Regions from separate parts of the Sus scrofa genome. Here region 2 is linked to region 1. Evidence: chromatin contacts called from public HiChIP or PLAC-seq data. All regions are on one chromosome and are shown on one strand. The core of a region is the stretch at or near the end of the contact, and the rest is flanking DNA. Distances in the headings are between cores, read along the strand shown. Region 1 overlaps CLIC6 (chloride intracellular channel protein 6). Region 2 has its middle 130 kb from the start of SETD4.

Region 1 (7,338 bases), core at 2,936-5,435:
CGATGGATGTTGGGTACCAGCCCATGTTAAACCATAGCCACTGGGTGAGTCATTTAGCATTTTAGTGGAGATATCCCCTCTTAGCCTCTGAAGCTCCAGGTAAGAAAGAAAATAACCAAATTGACTTGGAATTGAACACATCCCATGAGGGAGAGGGAGGGATATAGTAAGAGTTTGCGATTAGCAGACACACTACTATATAAGAGAGATACACATCAAGGACTTACTGTATAGCACAGGGAACTATATTCAATACTTTGTAATAACCTATATGGGAAAAGAATCTGAAAAGGAATAGGTATATGTATATGTATAAAGAATCACTGATGCACACATGAAACCAACACAACATTGTAAACCAACTATACTTCAATTTAGGGAAAAAAAATCCACATGGAAATGCTGAGACTCACCTTTCCATGCTTAGACATTTTAATATGTGTCAGCTTCCTATTTCCCTCCAGTGGCAGTTGGCTCAGAAGACAGAAGGGGGCCTGAGAAACTGAACATCAGCAAAAGGCAAGGTAGGCTAAGTGCCTTCACCTTCCTCTTAAGTTAGAGGATGAAAACCTTGAAATTCTTTAATAATGAACGGAGATTTTAGAAAACTGTAATGCAGATATGCATATATTTTGCATAGGGATTTCTTAAGATCAATATGCATAACCATCAGGTGTACAGAGAGAGGAAAGAGGGCAGTATCACCGAGATCTAAAAAATAAAATAATGGGAAAACTTAAAAAATTGGTGATGTAGTTCAGGTGGGAACCCGCCCCCCCCAGAGAACAGCCCATTTCTGGGTTCGATGGACCCTCCGGAGCAAAAGGCACCAGAGAAATGGGCCGGAAACGACCACCTGCTCATCCCAAAATCGATCTCAGCAAAGACCGTGATTTCTCTTTGATCCTCCGTGTCATCCCGATCAAGAAGAAAAGCAGAAACTTCTGCCCCAGTCAAACAGGAAAAGCTTCCAGGTGTCCCTACGTCAGCCGCTGGGAGAAGCCCCGGCCAACCTGAGTGTCTGCCTCCTCTGGGGAGTTTAGGACTGGAAAGAGCAGTGTGATTGGTGTTGCCTTGGGATTCACCTCCCACCTCTCATTCTGAAAAGAAGACACATATGTAGATTCATCTTCTCAAAATGGTTCACCCAAGGCCTTAAGAAGTTCGCAGATTCCACTAAATGTCCATGAACAGATGAATGGATTATGAAGATGCAGTACGTTTACACAATGGAATACTACTCAGCCATAAAAAGAACAAAATAATGCCATTTGCAGCCACATGGATATAACTAGAGATTCTCATACTAGGTGAAGTAAATCAGAAAAAGAAAGACAAATACCATATGATATCACATATATGTGGAATGTAAAATATGGCACAGATGAATCTATCTATAGAAAAGAAACAGACTCACAGACACGGAGAGCAGACTTGTGGTTGCCAAGGGAGAGAGGGATGGGGTGGGACGGACGGGAAGTTTGGGGTTGACAGATACAAACTATTGTATTTAGAATGGGTGAGCAATGAGGTCCTGCTGAATAGCACAGGGAACTAAATACGATCTCTTGTGAAAGAACATAATGGACGATAACATGAGAAAAAGAATATATATATACACACGTCACTTTGCTGTACAGTAGAAGTTGACAGAACATTGTGGATCAACTATAATTAAACCAGGTTTAAAAGAAAAGTTGACAGATTCCAGATCTGTCTTTTACAGTCATTGTAAACAAAATGTCTATGCTGTGAAATGATGATGAAGATGGGAGCAGTACCAGCCAAGACTTACACAGCACTTCCTCTTTACCAGTTATAGGTCTCAACACCCTACTTACATCAACCCCACACATCCTGACAGCAACCCTATTAGACACCAATACTCTCTCCATCCACGGGCGAGAAAATGAAGACCCTATCCACAGCGGGATCTGAACCCGGGAGTCAGCCAGAGTCCATCCCCTTCCTCCCACTCTGGGCACTGGCCTGTGCCCACGTGGAGAGGTTCCAGCTCCAACAGGTCCCTTCCTCAGAAAAAAAGGGCACTGTCTGGGTTGTCTGTTTGTTTGTTTTGTCCCCCCTTCTTTCGGTAAGGATGGGAGGTGGCTGGCAAGAATCCATAATAAGAAAATACACTGCAGCAGCAAGTGAAAAGTGCAAAGGGCAGACAGTGAATGGGGCACTGACAGTCCTGGGGACAACTCTGATAGCCAAGTGGACAGGGGTGAGGGGGCCTTTGGCTGGGTGCTCTTCTGTTCCCTCTCTGGGAAACTTTTGCCAAAAGTCAAGGTGACAGTGAATTTGACATCGCCTTCCCTATGCCCACACCTGGAGTGCAAACAGGCCTTCTGCCCAATCAACAGCCGTGCCCCCTCCCCAGGACACACACAGCCATGCAGGGCTGGCCTCCCCTGTGAAAACAGGGGTCCTGCAATGCTGTGACAGCCCAGCTCTTCTTCCAACAAGACAGATGGAGCCAAATGCTCCTTGACAGATCCTGTCGAATCCACTTGAATCCAGTTCATCACAGCCCATGTGGCATGTTCCATGTCATGTGGCCCAAAGAGTTGGGGTCTGGGATTTTAAAGCGAATGCCTGATCTTGGCCATAGATAGCTTTCAGTAAAAGCACCAGAGGGTGCTGAGCACAAACCAAGACCATTGCCTTCGGTAGAAAAAAGATGTTTTTGGACTTGCCCTTCCCATTGCAGTCTGAGACGGGGTTAGTTAAGAACCAGTGGGGCCATCTCAGAGCAGCCAGCAAAATAACTAGTGGATCGATGCTCGACCACAACTCATTCTAGCTGTGGTCTGGGGTGAGAACGACAGAACGTGGAAGAACAAGCTCCAAGACCATTTGCTGGTACAGTAGGCAGAATAATGGTCCCCCAAGGACGTCCACATCCCAGCTCTCAGAACCTACGGATATGCTACCTATGGCAACAAAGAGCTCTGCACAGGTGGTCAAGGCCGTGGCTTTGAGATGGGGGTGGTTCAGTGGGCCCTGTCTGATCACATGCATCCTTTATAGCGAGACCCTTTTCCAGCTTGATCGGGGAAGACTGGACTAGAGAAAAATGGTCAGAGATGCATATTGCTGGTTTCGAAGGTGGGGGAAGATTCTGAACCAAGGAATGCAGGTGTCCTGTAGAAACTGGAAAAGCCAATGGCACGGATTCTCCCCTGGAGCCTCCAAAAAGAAATGGAGGCCCAACACGTGCCTCAGTTTTAGCCCAGAGAGGCCTGTGTCACACTTCTGACCAAGAGACCTGTAAAATAATACATTTGCGTTAAGCCACCAAGGTTGTGGTCATTTGTTACAGCAGCAACAGGAAACTAGTCCAGCTGCTGACTCCCATATGGAAATCCTAAACCTTGTCCTAAGATGGTTCAGTGAATCAAGCCCACATCGATCAGGTGAACCCTGAAGCAGGCAGCACTTAGCCTATTCCCAGAAACTTCCTGCAGGAGCCTCTCCTCGTTTGCCAAGGATTTGCAAGGTGGTCATCTGAAGAAGCTCTGTGTCGAGCCCCCCAAAAGCCAAGCTCCTCTTTGCGGACTTGTGAACTATACCCACACTTCTGACCTGAATTATAGGAGGGCCTGCTGGCTCTTCCACGTCAGCTATGAGGCCACAGAGTCTGGCAGACAAGCCCCAAACATAGCTTTCCTCTTGACTCAGGAGGCTGTATTTTTCACCCCATTTTTTTCAATTAGGTAAGATTGAGGATCCATCTGGTCAAAAATGTAACAAGGCACAGTCACAGATCACGCTCCCAAGAGGATGAGGGGTCTACCCATGACATTTTGCTCTTTTTGGGTGGGGGGGGCTTTTTAGGGCCACACCCGTGGCATGTGAAGGTTCCCAGGCTAGGGGTCTAATCGGAGCTACAGCTGCCAGCCTACACCACAGCCACAGCAACACCAGATCCGAAACACCTCTGCCACCTACACCACAGCTCACGGCAACGTTAGATCCTTAACCCACTGAGCGAGGCCAGGGATCAAACCTCTACCTCATGGTTCCTCGTCGGGTTCGTTTCCGCTGCACCACAACAGGAACTCCGACATTTTGTTCTTTTTAATCTTGGTGATCTTGGTTCCTCAAGGTAGTTTTTAGAACCTGCCTTCTCAGAAGGGCTTTAACAGCGTCAGACTGTACACCGTCTTCAAGAGGTTGTTGGCGCCCCCTCGTGGTCTTGCGATGCACTCTCCCGACGTAGCACCTTTCCTTCAAACACACCCATCCCTCTTTAGAGTTTGGTGGAAAATGTCACAGATTCGTTTTTAGGCCCTTTAGAGGCTAAACCTTCGCAATTTGCCGGAGACTCGGGTTTCCTACTACCCAGAATTATCCGTTTTAAAACTAGGAAAGTCCTGGAAAGACTAGAATGTCTTGGTCTCTCTCCATACCCTGGCCCCTTCAGACCCCACAGGAAAATTACCCCAAGAGGGCATCGTCTTCCTGTCCTGGGCACTGCAGTGGTCTGAACCAAACACAACTTTGGACCTGAACAGTAATGCCTTTACTAATGCATCTCGATTTGAGATCAGCAGCTGACTTGTGCATACTTTGCTTATGATAGGAAAATAACAGTTGGAGACGTATAAATTATCTCTGGAGTCTCATTTAAAAAACCATGAGGAGGTAGTTTCCATCCTGGCTCAGTGGAAACAAACCTGACTTGTATCCATGAGGTCACAGGTTTGACCCTTGGCCTCTCTAAGTGGGTTAAGGAGCCAGTGTTGCCATGAGCTGTGGTGTAGGTTGAAGACCTGGCTCGGATGCCACGTTGCTGTGGCTGTGGTACAACCCAGCAGCTATGGCTCAGATTTCGACCCCTAACCTGGGAACTTCCACATGCCGCAGGCGCAGCCCTGAAAACACCCCTCCCCCCAAAAAAAAACCTGAGGAAAGAAGGGAGGAGGAAGCGTGGTGGGTGGGAGAGTAGCCATGGAAATTCTGATTACCTCTAAAATGTTCAGATTCAGCTTTCTCAATTTGTTGAGAATTCTCTAGCTCATTTGCATAATTCTTTGGAAATTGTAGTTTGCTTAAAAAATAAAAAAGGCACCTGCTTTCTCTTTTTCTTTGTAATGTTTATGTTTAAGAAGACCAGGAGTTCCTGTCATGGCTCAGTGGTTAATGAACTCAACTAGTATGCATGAGGACGCAGGTTTGATCCCTGGCCTTGCTCAGTGGGTTAAGGATCTGGTATTGCTATGAGCCGTGGCGTAGGGTGCAAATGAGGCTTGGATTCCGCGCTGCTGTGGCTCTGGTGTAGGCCAGCAGTTAGAGCTCTGATCTGACCCCTAGCCTGGGAACCTCCATATGCTGCTGGTGTGGCTAAAAAAAAAAAAAAAAAAGGAAGACCAAAGGTCTGGAACTGTCTTTTTACAAGGAAGAAAGTCTAGTGCTTTAAAGACACTCATGTCGGTTTCAGTGACCAACTGAAGAAAGTTCTATGTATTGAGGTGAGGAAGGGAGGGGACTGGGAATTTTACATTTTTTGTTCAAGTGGAAACTAGTCAGTTAATCAGAAATATCTTAAAGCTTATTGAGGGAATTCTTATGACCAGTGTGGATTTTAGAATGCTTTCCTTTTAATATTGAAAGATGGCAAGAGTTCCCGTCGTGGCCCAGCGGTTTACGAATCCAACTAGGAACTATGAGGTTTCGGGTTCGATCCCTGGCCTTGCTCAGTGGGTTAAGGATCCGGCGTTGCCGTGAGCTGTGGTGTAGGTTGCAGACGAGGCTCGGATCCCCTGTTGCTGTGGCTGTGGTGTAGGCTGGCGGCTACAGCTCCTATTAGACCTCTAGCCTGGGAACCTCCATATGCCATGGGAGCAGCCCAAGAAATGGCAAAAAGACAAATAAATAAATAAATAAAAATAAAAATGACTAGAGGATCTGAACAGACATTTTTCCAGAGAAAACATATAGATGGTCAACAGGCACATGAAAAGATGCTCAGCATCAATAATCATCAGGGAAATTCAAATCAAAACCACAATGTTTTAGAAAAGCTGCTATCAAAAAGACAAAAACTAAAAGTGCTGATGAGGAGGTGAAGAAAAGGAAACCCTTGTGCATTGCTGGTGGAATGTAAATTGGTGCAAGCACTGTGGAAAAGAGTATGGAGTTTCCTTAAAACATTAAAAATAGGAGTTCCCATTGTGGCTCAGTGGTAACAAACCCAACTCGTATCCATGAGGATGCGCGTTCAGTCCCTGGCCTTGATCATTGGGTTAAGGATCCGGCATTGCCTTGAGCTGTGGTGTAGGTTGAAGACAGCTTGGATCTGGCATGTCTGTGGCTGTGGCTTAGGATGGTGGCTACAGCTCTGATTTGACCCCTATCCTGGGAACCTCCATACACCATGGGTGTGGCCCTAAAAAGACAAAAAAAATATTGCCTCTAAAAGATATATGCATCCCTATATTCACTGCAGCATCTATAATAGCCAAGATATGTCCCTATATTCACTGCAGCATCTATAATAGCCAAGATATGGAAACAATCCAGTGTCCACTGGCAGATGAATGGATAAAGAAAATATGGTGTGTGTCTATTATATACATATTACATATTATATAGATATTATAATTATATATAGTATATTATATGTATACACACCATGGAATATTATTCAGCTATAAAACAAAATATGGACAACTTGCCATTAGTGACAAAGTGGACAGACTTTGAGGGCATTTGAGGGAAGAAAAAGACAAATACCATATGATCTCACTTATCTGTGGAATCTAAAAAAACAAAAACACAACAAAAAAACCAAGCTCATAGGTACAGAGAACACATCAGTGGTTGCCAGATATTGGGGGGAAGAGGGGAGGTGAAATGACTGAAGGAGGCAAAAGGCACAGACTTCCAGTTATAAAATAAGTCATGGGGATGCAAAGCACAGCTTGGGAACTAGAGTTAAGAATATCATGGTGCACACTCGCAATTTCCTGAGACAGTAGATCTTAAAGTTTCTCACCACAAAACAGAAAAAAAAAAAAATTAACTCTATATGGCGAAGGATGTTGACTACATTTATTGTGGTGACTGGTTCACAATACATACAAATACTAAATCATTATGTTATACACCTGACACTAATAAAACATTGTATATTTATTATACCACAGTATAAAGTATTGATTGAAATGCTACTGAAAAATAGCAAAGAACTCAAGCACTAGAGTGCTAAATAGACTTGGCTTTCTAAATTAAAGTTGCTAGTAGAGCTTATAGATGACTGAAAAAACTTTCTTTTATTTTATTTATTTATTTTCTTCTGCTTTTTTAGGGCCACACCTGCAGGACATGCAA
Region 2 (6,319 bases), core at 1,036-3,535, 1.2 Mb before region 1:
TAGGTGTACAATGTGATGCTTCAATATTATATATATAAGAAATGAAAAGAATGTATACATGTATGTGTAACTGGGTCACCTTGCTGTACAGTAGAAATTGACAGAACACTATAAACCAGCTGCAATGGAAAAAATAAAAATCATTATAAAACAAGAAATGATCACCACAATAATTCTAGTTGATACCCAACCATATACACTTAACAGATTTTTTCCCCTGTGATGACAACTTTAAGCTCTACTCAGCAACCTTCAAATAGGCAATACAGTATCATGACCTGTAGTCACCATATTGTTCATTACAGCCGCATGAATAGTCATAACTTTTTTTTTTTTTTTTTTGTCTTTTTGCTATTTCTTGGGCCGCTCCCGCGGCATATGGAGGTTCCCAGGCTAGGGGTCTAATCGGAGCTGTAGCCACCGGCCTACGTCAGAGCCACAGCAATGCGGGATCCGAGCCGCGTCTGCAACCTACACCACAGCTCAGGGCAACGCCGGATCGTAACCACTGAGCAAGGGCAGGGACTGAACCTGCAACCTCATGGTCCAAGTCGGATTCCGTTAACCACTGCGCCACGACGGGAACTCCAGTTATAACATTGTAAGTTTGAGCAAACATCTATTCCAGTCCGGCAACACAAACCGGAAGTGTCTAAGAACCATCCCCCGACTCTCCCCATTTTTTTTCTCGATTTCTTTCTTTCTGAGCGATGTCTTCAGCTGCCTTGGTCCCAAAGGGGTTGGTGCAGCCCCTCTCTCTTTCGCACTCTCTGGCTGGTGCGCGTGTGCGTGTGCGCGCGCGCGTTTCCATGACTCTCTCTCCACAGGCCACTGGCTGGAGTGAGCTGGTCCAGCCCCGCGCCCCCACCCGGAGGAGGGTACCCTCCTCCCCTGCCAGGAGCAGAGCTCTCTCGCTGAGTTAGGTTAACTGCCTCGTCAGATGCTCGTGTTCTTCTGCTCTTCACCCCCTTCCTGTTTCAATGGAATGAGTCGCATTTGAAAATATATCCATCCTTTTAGTAATACATCGAGTGACACATTTTTCATTTGTATTTACCGTCTTCAACATTAACCTGGCTCTCTTTTCTTTTTCTTTTAAAATGAGCACGATTATGTTCTAGTATTGTCTAGTTTCTTTCAGGCTCCGGACTTAACTTCGTTAAAATGGATTCCTGCTCAGACAAATGGAGAAATAGTCTTTTTTTACTTTCTGGAGACTCAAAATTCATTAGTGGTCACAGAAAATAAACTTGTGGTTACCAAAGGGGAAAGAGGGAGGGGATAAATGAGTGTGGGATTAATAGACACACACTGCTATATATAAACTAGATAAACACAAGGACCTACTGTGTAGCACAGGGAACTGTATTCAGTGTCTTGTAGTAACCTATAATAGAAAAGAATCTGATAAATCATATGTGTAGACACATACTTATATACACATATATGTACATATATATCTGAATCACTTTGCTGTATGCCTGAAACTAACATAGTGTTGTCAATCAACTTAGTTCAACGAAAACAAACACCAGAATTTGGAAAAAAAAATCTCCCAGTCTGGAAGTTTTCCAGACTAAATGTAGAGAAGAAAAAGAACTCATTAGTGGAAAAATGAAATCTATGGTGGAAAAGTTACATATTTAGCCAATACATTGCTCCAAACCGTTTTCAGTTGACTTCCTCCTCAACCCTCTCCCCCCAAATCATGCTACTTACAAGAGGTTTCCAACACTGAGTTTTTAATTAGTACAAGCATTTTATAACATTTCTTTGAAATGGGAGAAATGACCCAGGCTCTTTGTGGACTTTTATAACTCCAAGAGACTATTACCGACTAAAACTCTACCCTCTCTGCCCTCACTCTCATACCCTTTAATGGTTGAATGGAGAATCATTACCAAACAGTGGAATTTCGAGACAACTCCTTCATGTTGTCTCGAAACTGGCTTTCTGAGTGGTTTGTGGCCACCTGCTGCTGAGAAACTGTTTAAAAGGGAACTGGACTAACTTCCTTTTTGAGCAAGAGCTGCAGCATGAAAGCAGCATCAATCACAGTTGCTAACACAGTCCCATCTTCTTTATGAGCACGCTTCCTCAAAGACCTCTGGGCATACGCTGAATGCATCAAGCACATTTCAATTTCCAGATGTGTTTTCCAAACAAATGCCAGATTGCCTGGACTACTGCTTCCAATCCCCTCGTCCCCATATATAGTGCATCTGAGATTGTCTGTCTGGATGATCTTCCCTTTTCAGTGTTTACTTAAAGTGAAGTGATGTTATCCAGACCGCAGGTACCAATGAGATCATGTCATGAGGTTTCGTTCTGAGGTTGTTTCCTCTCAGTCCTGCAGTGACATCAGGATCGGAGGGCAGATGGATGGCTTCGATGACATTGAAGGTCCCTGCCATTTCTAACCTTCTGTGATTATTGGGAAATCATTGTGGAGAGGACGCTGCCACGCAATCAGGTCAATCTGTCCAGTTCTTCACAGCCATGGGAAGGTACCACGGAACTATTATCAGTGTGCTCTGAAAAGACTTCTCTTCTGTTGCTTTTTGAAAAAATAGATTTTATGTTTTAGGGAAGTTGACTGCACAACAAAACTGAGCAGGATGTACAGGGACTTCCCATATACCAAGCCTCCATCCCCCTGCTACATGCATAGCCTCCTCCATTATCAACACTCCACACCTAAGGGCTACGCCTGTCACAATTAATGAACCTCCATCATAATCACCCAAAGTCCATAGTCTATCTTGCAGTTTACTCTTGGTGTTGTACATACAATGGGTTTGGACAAGTGTATAATGACATGTGTCCACCATTACAGTGTCATGCAGTAATTTCTCTATGTGTTGCTGCTCTAAAAATCTCTATATATTTTGTGTATGTGTAAACTGATTTCTTTAAGGTCTTACCTGAGAAGATGAATGGTTACATTCTATTTTTCTGCTAAGATTTTAGGCAGGAGATAATTTTCATGAATGTCTCATGACTTGTTAGTGGATATTCTCTAACAAAAGTGTTCCATGACCACATGCGTGTGGGAAATGCTGGGGAAAAATATGATGGAGTCATCAATGGGGTATTTACATTGCTATTCTGACTCTGACATACAAATGTACAATTTCTTTCTTTTTTTAAAAAAATTAAAGTATAGTTGATTTATAATGTTGTGCCAATTTCCACTGTACAGAAAAGTGACCCAGTCATATATATATATATATATATATATATATATATATATATATATTCCCTTTCTTACAGTATCTTCCATCATGGTCTATCCCAAGAGGCTGGCTATAGCTCCCCATGCTGTACAGTGGACCTCATTGCTTATCCAATCTAAACATAATAGTTTGCCTCTACTAACTCCAAACTCCCAGGCTATACCGTCCCTCCCCTCTCCCCCTTGGCAACCACAAGTCTGTTCTCTATGTCTGTGGGTCTGTTTCTGTTTTGTAGATAGGTTCATTTGTGCCATATTTTAGATTCCACAATATAAGTGATATCATATGGTATTTGTCTTTCCCTTTCTGACTTCACTTAGTCAAATATACAATTTCTACATCAACTTATTTATCTAGTTAAACTTAAATTTCACTTTTGAGAAATTGATAGGAAAAAATGAACCATAAACATTCTAGCAATCTGTCCATACACACACACACACACACACACACACACACACATATATACATACATACATATTTCTGCTTTTTAGGGCTACATTCAGCATATGGACATTACCAGGCTAGGAGTCAAATTGCAGCTACAGCTGCAAACCTATGCCACAGCCATAGCAACGCAGGATCTGAGCCGAGTCTGTGGCCTACCCCACAGCTCACGACAATGCCAGATCCCTGACCCACTGCATGAGGCCAGGGATCGAATTGGTATCCTCATGGATACTAGTCAGATTCATTTCCACTGTGCCACAACAGGAACTCCCCCATATCTGTTCCTAAATTAGCATTCTTTTAAGGATTTCATCCATTCATTTGTTTATTTGTTCGTTTAACAGTTAGGTATTTTGTTCCTTCTCTGTGCCAATACTTAAGGATGCACCGCACCGTCACAAAAGGGAGAGTGTGGTAGAGGTGGCCAGTCACTGCCCTCCTTTTCCAGGATTGTTGAATGCACAGCAGCCCAGGAGGAAGACTCTCCTGTATTCTCTTGTGCAGAAGAGTGCCATGTAACTAAGTTCTGGACCATGGAATCTGACCTTGAGTGCTGTGGCTTCTCTGCGCTGGCCTAGGTATACATGTATCAAGAGCTGGCAAAATGTACTAAACCCAAATGCAAACTATTACATTTAGAATGGATAAGCAGGAGTTCCCGTTGTGGCTCAGGGGAAACAAACATACTGGTATCCATGAGGACGCAGGTTTGATTCCTGGCTTTGCTCAGTGGGTTAAGGATCTGGAGTTTCTGTGAGCTGTGGTGTAGGATGAAGACTTGGCTTGAATCCTAAGTTGCTATGGCTGTGGTGTAGGCCAGTGGTTACAGCTCTGATTTGATCCCTGGCCTGGAAACCTTCATATGCAGTGGCTACGGCCCTAAAAAGACAAAAAAAAAAAAAAAAAAAAATAGAATGGATAAGCAATGAAGTCCTACTGTACAACACAGGAAACTATATTCAATCACTTGTGATAGAACATGATGGAGGATAAGATGAGAAAAAAATGTATATATATATATGTATGATTGGGTCACTTTGCTATACAGCAGAAACTGACAGAACATTGTAAATCAACTATAACTTTAATAAAAAATTTAAAAAAAGAAAGCAGATGCAACAACAACAACAACGCACACACAAAGAGCTGGCACAATTGAAGCCATGCATTTTGAATAGCAGAGCAGGAAGACAGAATTGGGACTTTGGTGTCATGGAGTGGTATAACAGCTTTTAAATACATATGATTAGACCCTTATTGGAAAGAAAGGAACTCCCATCAGATTCAGACACTCTTACTTTGGTCTTAGTTACAGCAGCCAACCCAGGAAGCTAACTTATCTGTCAAGGGCTTCCAGTGATCAGGCCTTGTCACTAGATTGGGTCGATGAGACAGTAGGAGGTAAGTCAAACAGCATCTCATGACCATCTCAGTTTATGTCAAAGGTGTGAGCATTGAAAGGGGACATTTAGAGACTTAAATTTGTGGAAGGAGGAATAAAACCAAGGAACTGAAGTTCCCTTGAGTGACAGTGTACAGATTCTTTTAACTATTTTAGACAAAATTCTCAGAGAAATAAGCCCAGTTTCCACATGGCAGCTGAATTTTCCCAGTCAGCCCAGGTGTGCAGTCACTTAATACAGAATAAAGGTTTTGAAGTAATCAACACTTACTTTCCTAACTCTCTCTGTACATCTTTATAAAACCAGTCTTGGTATTATAAGCTTCCTTTTACCAACACACTACTTCTATCCACATTGTGGGCATGAGTAAACATACAAATATATATTTAGATATGGGTTAGGCATAAAATAGCTTTTTGCCCTAAGTAGGGAAAAAAAAAACCCTCCTCAATTTACTACTATGTGTGATCTTTTAGATCTGAGTAGACAGAAAGGACCATGTGAAAACGTGCTAAGCTTCCACATAGTTAACAAGATGTCACTTTGAAAGAGAATTTTCATAATTAATGAACCAGTTCAATTTGCTCTGCCATTTGACTTTGATTAATATGTCGTGGAGTATTCCCCCCGGCCTCTTTCCAGTTGGTTTGGGAAGCTCTTACGTCTATATCCTGTGTGTATGCATGGATCAAACTGCTGGCATCCAATACCTGCCTTGTTAGGTCAGGGATAGCCATGCAAACTCAGTGACAATGCCTGAGATCCTACAGCAGGCCAGCACATGAGCCGAATGGACAAACCCAAACCCAGCAAGCATAAAACCCAAACCAATGCTGTTTCGAGGAGAGATTGTACTCGTCACTGCCTATTTTCCAGTCTTAGAAGGAGAACTTATAGAATTAAATCTTTATTCCTAATTCTGCCATGGATTTGACACACTGAATGAAATGACATTAGCATCACTTTTTTTTTTTTTTTTCCCACACCCACAGCATATGGAAGTTTCTGGGCCAGGGACTGAATCCGAGCCAGAGCTATGACCTACACCACAGCTATGGCAGTGCGGATCCTTAACCTACTGCACCACAGGAGGGAACCCCTAACATCATTTTTTAAATGATCTGATTAAAATTTGCTTCATTGCAAGTGCCATTTATGAGGGTAAATTATTTGTATGACAAGTTCCATGGATCAGTTTCCAGTCAGTGCAATTGCCTGTTTAGCAATCAC

What was found. HiChIP or PLAC-seq counts read pairs in DNA pulled down with a chosen protein or histone mark.
Region 2: an H3K27ac HiChIP or PLAC-seq map of alveolar macrophages shows a contact between it and region 1. The contact joins two enhancer-like sites. A contact is called at or near these places in 9 of 47 Hi-C or Micro-C datasets (embryonic fibroblasts, fetal skeletal muscle, heart right ventricle and 6 more) and 2 of 2 datasets of contacts at active chromatin or transcription factors (alveolar macrophages and skeletal muscle).

Annotation. Positions count from the first base shown.
Region 1 is chr13:198,271,923-198,279,260 of Sscrofa11.1, reverse strand. The region is part of intron 1 of CLIC6 (chloride intracellular channel protein 6); the gene reads right to left. Among named protein-coding and RNA genes, the nearest start is that of CLIC6, 25 kb to the right of the region's middle. Within about 2 kb of position 4,185, at least 1 of the 83 cell types and tissues checked has an H3K27ac peak or open chromatin away from gene starts, as enhancers often do. A contact at or near this core is called in alveolar macrophages, where this site is marked.
Region 2 is chr13:199,461,162-199,467,480 of Sscrofa11.1, reverse strand. No RefSeq gene overlaps it. Among named protein-coding and RNA genes, the nearest start is that of SETD4, 130 kb to the left of the region's middle. Within about 2 kb of position 2,285, at least 12 of the 83 cell types and tissues checked have an H3K27ac peak or open chromatin away from gene starts, as enhancers often do. A contact at or near this core is called in alveolar macrophages, where this site is marked.